2 separate regions of the Anas platyrhynchos genome follow, and region 1 is linked to region 2. A link is a contact called in public Hi-C data. All regions are on one chromosome and are shown on one strand. Each heading gives the region's core, a stretch centred on a gene start, on an enhancer-like site or on the middle of the called end of the contact. The rest is flanking DNA. Distances are from core to core; before and after follow the strand shown.

What was found. A called contact is a pair of places that touch in the nucleus more often than the background predicts.
Region 1: a contact with region 2 is called in a Hi-C map of skeletal muscle, with 4 times the contacts expected there. The contact joins two enhancer-like sites. A contact is called at or near these places in 2 of 8 Hi-C or Micro-C datasets (liver and skeletal muscle).

The regions. Positions count from the first base shown.
Region 1 is chr2:11,188,551-11,191,354 of IASCAAS_PekinDuck_T2T, forward strand. LOC140001813 (a long non-coding RNA gene) reads right to left here. Exons shown (of 2, transcript XR_011807342.1): 2 at 1-2,804. Among named protein-coding and RNA genes, the nearest start is that of TRIB1, 24 kb to the right of the region's middle. Within about 2 kb of position 1,516, at least 5 of the 8 cell types and tissues checked have an H3K27ac peak or open chromatin away from gene starts, as enhancers often do.
Region 2 is chr2:11,144,118-11,147,091 of IASCAAS_PekinDuck_T2T, forward strand. No RefSeq gene overlaps it. Among named protein-coding and RNA genes, the nearest start is that of TRIB1, 68 kb to the right of the region's middle. Within about 2 kb of position 1,449, at least 5 of the 8 cell types and tissues checked have an H3K27ac peak or open chromatin away from gene starts, as enhancers often do.

The sequences.
Region 1 (2,804 bases), core at 266-2,765, 44 kb after region 2:
AAAGCCCAACTAGAGTGTCTGCAGCTACATGCAGGGTCATGAGTCTGACAGAAACTCACTGTAATCCAGGATTTATCCCAGTCCTGGGGCTATGCTGAATGACCAACACGGCAGGAAAGAGTTTGAGGAATGTGGTCTCCAAGTAATCAGACTGATGAAGGGAAAACATGCTAAATCACATCCAGTTCCATTTAAAATCTCCCTTGCTATTAACTTAATGTAGGTTAAAGAACATTAGGTAATTTAATAAGCTGAAGAAATATGAAAGAAAAAAAAAAAAAGTATTTTGCTTAGAGAAAGAAATCCTATTATGATTCTTAATGAAAAATGTAAGGTTTTATTTTGTTTGTTTGTTTTGTTGTGTTTTGTTTTAAGAGAGCTAATGAACGCTATCTAAATAATCACTTTAATTCACCTGCTTCCATGATCCTAGTGCTATGGACCAGGTCTCCAGCAGCCAGAACTGATGATGCTCCAATAGCTGCAGGACTTCTTTTTTGACCATTCGTGTTCTTTTTCTCTTCTGGAATCTCAAGGATTCCACTTTCTAGCTTGGCAGTTTTCTCTGAAGAAAAATGTTGAGCCTGTTTTCTTTACTTTCACATCCATCTGGCCAGCCACAATAAGCCACAAATTTCAAAAACTGCCATAAAGATAAAACAAACAAACAAAAAGCCCCAACCCAAACCACCATGGAAATAGCCAAGTCAACTGCTCCTATTGAATTCTACCAGCCTTACATAGACCCCTGGGGCCAGGTTTTCAAGTGCTTATTACACTCAATTACTGCTTCTGTTTTAAAAGAGGGTGCGTATTGGGTGCTGGGCACCCACCCTCTTTTAAAGATCTGGCTTTCAAAATTAATCCAAGCAACAATTGTGCAATCCTAATTACCTGTTTATACACACTTAACTAAGTGGTCCAACCAAAGGCTATGTCTGTACAGTAAAATAAATGTGCTTGGGACCATTTCTGGCCCTGAGGCCAGATGGCATGGAGCACCATGTCCGTACAGTTAAATTCCCTTATCCATCAAAACAAGGGAGCCATATCCAACCTGCCCACTGTAAACTGAACAGCCTGTGTTGACTCCCAAACAAAAAAGCCTGGGAATTGTTTGGAAGCCTAGTAGTCAACACTGGCCAGAACTGCACAATGGAACATTTTAACTACTAAATAGCATGGATGATTGTGTATAGGGCCCAGGAATGCATGCTGCTTAATATACTAATATGGACATTGCCTGAGAGTCAGTTATGACCTGAAATCTTTCTGTTATATGTTATGTTTTGTTTTGTTTTTAATCCAGAACAAAAATAAATGTCTCACTGTAAAACCAGTGAAAGGTCTCTATGCCTCTCTATGGATCTCATTCACTTTTGGCTCAGCTGCTAGAAAATATATATTTATAGGCATGTTGTTAGTATTTACGTTGCAGTATCACCAAGGCATGCCAGTCAAGGACAGGCATCCCTTGCAGATGCAAAACAAGATGTGTCTGCTTCAAAGGGTTTGGGAGATAAGCGTTCTAGCAACTCCAGCATCATCAGCATCTACAGGACTGACTGCTTTGGCTGCTGCAGATAGATGGGAGCTCTCTCTGCCCATGCTAATCCCAGGATTGGCCGTGTGGGAAGCGTGGTGTTGAGAGATTCATTCAGGCTGGCCGGGAGCCAGGTGGAGTCCAGATGCAGTCTAGACAAATCAGCCCATAGCTGCCAAGAGCTGGGGCTTGGGAGCTCATGGACAACATCATGTAAATACAGCCTGAATTCTTCAACCTGGAGACAGCCAGATCTTTGCCGCACCTCGTTCCACACAATGGATGTGCCCTCCCTCTATGCCGGTGTCCTCCGAGCATGCAGCCCCCAGCCAGAACTACTGGGACATGTCCATGTTGGAGCAGCACAGGTGTTTCTGTTTTGGAGTTTGCCAGAGCTCAACACAGGCTGCACGACTCACCCGTGGAGCTCCCCCAGCTATTTCTGTGCCATGGGAAGCCCTGTGTGTCTGACCACCACATGAAAACGTGTGTCTGGGAGAGCCTGTGGTTAACACCAGCTGAATTAGTAAGTGAAAAGCATTCAGCAGCACAAACTTAAACTAATCTTGAAGCTGTCAGCATCAGCCAGGTTGAGTTGTCCTTGATCCATGAGTGAATCAGCATGATATTTTGCCATAGGCATCAGAATTATTTTTTATATTGCAAAACATATTTCATACAAAAAATAAGAGAAAGTCTTTGCCCTTTATCATACCCTTTGAAAATTATTGAAATTTTTCACGGTGATGAAAAAAAGCAGCACCAAGCAATCTGGAAAGATTGTACAGCCTGGTCGTAGCAAAAACAGAGCCTCCTGCTCCAGCATGGTCACTGCTCGACACCACAGCCATAGCCGGTGCTCATCTATTCGTGGTCTCACAAGGTGCTTGTTACATCCCCTGCATTTATTCATAGGTTATGCCCGTGCAAAACGTCTGATCTCAGCTGAGGAGCCCACATCCCCCTAAGCCCCCTCCTGTGTCTGTGGTGCTGTGACTGTCAGCTCTGGGGCAGTTCGTCCCCCAGCCTCCCCGCAAGCCTCTGCATCCCACTGCTTTTTCAAAGGAAAAGATGCTTCATCTCTCCTGAGCTCAGCACTGAGCCTCTTGATGTCCTCCTCTACTGCGAAGGCATTTTTGGGAGGTCTGAACCCAGGTGAGGACTGCCAGCTCTGCCCCCTTGGCACAGCTGCATCGTCACCTCCAAGGTTTCTGCAGCTGCTGGGCATCATATGCTTGGTAACATCAGCTGGTGAACCCAG
Region 2 (2,974 bases), core at 199-2,698:
TCACATAAGAACTGAATACAGATAAAATATGCCATTTCAGGTGTTTTGTCATCCTGGGTTTATAGAAATGTTACAAGGGACAAAGGCAGATGCTGGGGTAGCCAGACATGCTATGCTGTGAAACAAGTCAGCTCAACTTAAGACCTGCTGCCACCAGTCCTCCCTGGCCTCCATCCATCCTCAGTTCCTCGTCTTCATCTCACCTGTGCTGATGTGCCTCTAAGGAGCCCGCTCCATCTCAGTAGCTCTTACTGAAGAGGAATGAATCATCTCACTCACGACATCCCAAACCTAAAATAACTCCTTGTGATCTCCATTGAGAGATTTAAAATACTCTCTCCAAGGCTGGAAGCAAGCCTGCAAAAGGATGCAGGGGAGCGGATGGCATCATATCTAAGGTTCATCTGCTACCCTCTGAAATTAGGCTGCTTCCTCACTTACAGGAAAAAAAAAAAAAAAAAGTGGATTTATTTGTGGGAAGAGATGTAGGGAACCCACTTATCTCCTTGAGAAGGGAATTTGGGGCATTACCAAAAGAATAGAGCTGCCCCAAGGCACACAGGAATTTTGCTGGAGTGGCTCTTCTCCTTGGAAGGAGCTGTATGGACATCTCAGGGCTTCTGCTGTAATTTGTTAAGCAAACTCAGCAGCATACCGGAGCTGGTCAGGACATTTTCCACAAAGTGAGATTTCAAAACTGAAATGTTCTTGTCAAGACATCAGGTTTTGAGAAAGTTTTCTTGCAAGAGAGTCATGTAATTTACATCCTGGTGGTTAGGACAGTGGCCAGGAGATGAAAAAGCCAGGTGAAACTCCTCTCCCTGCGCAGTTGAGAAAGAGCTGCAATGAAATCTTTTAGCCAGGAAGACAGCTGGGGCTTGAAAAAGTCTCTCACACTCCAGGCACTGATAGGGAACAACAAAAAAAAAAAAGTCTGAAACCCTGAAAATTACTGCAAAATAGAATAGTTGTCTTCTAAGTCAATTCTCCTGCATATGCAGCAGGCTTGAGTAAAGTGGTTTCATGCAGGCAACAGTAATTGAAAACAGCCATTGAAGTGGTAAACAAAACCAGAACGCTAAATATTAATGTGCAGTAAGTGCCCATGTAGGTTTCCCTTCAATATTAAGGATTTAAACCCCACAGTGTATTTGCAATAACCCATTCTTGTTTCAAAAACATTTTGTTCCAGATAGCTCAAAACCCTGGTCCCTCCTGGCAATGAGAACAATAGTTTTCTCGTGGAAGCGAAGGATAACTTGTTCTAAGGCAAAAATTTCTATAAAGTTCAACCAAGTGGCTCACAGGCAAATGGACTCTGTTGCAAGAATAGTGGGTCAGGACCTTGGTTTTTGCTTCTCCAAAAAAGAGCACCTCCAACAACACAGAGCCCCATAGCAACATGCTCGGGCATTGACTCTGCACTGAGTCAGAAGGAAGAATGCCATGTAGTGACTCACCAGCACCACTTCTGCAGCACTGTGTGGTGCTAAATAATCTAATCTGTCTATCTACTCGCGAGCCTTTAAAGAGCGCTAGTGTGCAAGGGAAAGAGTTTTCACTGGCATGCATGAAAGGCGTCAAGGACTGGATCCTACTCGGTGGAGAGGTGCCATCGTTTCCATCGGGAGCTGGACCAGAGCTTAGGTGCAACACATAGTGTAAAAAAAAAAAAAAAAAAATAGCTATGGTTATCAAAGACCAAGTTCTGCTCTCAGGTATTCTGCGTTATCTGTGCGTGCCGATCTCCCTTTGATGTCGCTGAGAAAGGCGCTCTCCAGGGGAGCACCGCACTGACAGCAGGGCGCAGGGGCAGCAGGACAGGCGGTCCTGCAGGTATAGGGGACGGTCGTGGAGCTTGCTGCCGCTTTCCTGTAGGTGGCAGTGCTAAATTTTTTAACAAAAGTGGATTTTGTGAACTCTGACTGAAGTTCTCGGTTATTTAGTAATCTTATCTGAATGGAAAAGCTAAACCATGCAAGCCACTTCCCTGTCACAGCAGCGTGCTTCACACAGACACAAAGGAGTGCGTGCCTGATCCTGCAGTCAGTGAAAGTCTAGGGGAAAAAGAAATGTAAGGTCATGGCTTCTATTCATGTCATTAACTGAATGCTTTCCTGCTAGGAGTTCAGTGCAGACAGAGACCTCTGGCTCTGATTCCCTCTCAGGATCACAATTGTAGGATATTGCTGCTGTCTCGGTTACACAGTGATACGTGGATGTGTCAGAGCCGTTCCTTACCCCAATATAAAACTCATGCTTTCAGCTCCCAGTGTTAGATAGCTGTGCTGCCTACAATTGGCTTCTGCTAGCAATTTCAGTGCCTTGCAGATATCTCTGTGAGAATACCACAAGACCCAAGGTGCACCTCTTGTGGCAGAAGAGCCATTTGTCCTTTCCCAGACCTACTGACACATCCTGTTATTTGCAGCAAACCAGGAGAGGCAGCTGTGGATAGGAAAACCAGAGAGGCAGCTGATGAAAATGAACATCTGGAGGGCAAAGGAAGGATTCCCTGGGGACTCAGGGGGATACTCAACCCATATCGGCCCTGGGCATCCATCTCCAGACCCACACAACAGCACAACTACATTGCAGGTGTTAACGCGGGTGCAAGAAGCTCCCCTCAAAACCAAGCTGTCAGAGCCAAACCCAAGGTGTCAGTGGGCTGCTTAGCCATGGGCTGGCACTGTCCCACACAAATCCAAGCATGTATAAAAATGGCAGCAGCATATGATGGTTTCCTGCTGACCCTATCTCTCTTATATCCAACACGTAACCTGTCTTGTGAAGGTTAATACACTACTGTTGCAATAGCAGATTCACAAGCTTTCTGAGACCTGAAAAGCACTGTTTCAAGAGCACCATGTGGCAGGAAGTCCCATGTGTCAGACACTGTTACGAAAACATCCTCCTCTTGCACCAAATACGGATCTGTCGCCCTCAGTTTCACCGGTTCCTTTTGTCATCAGAT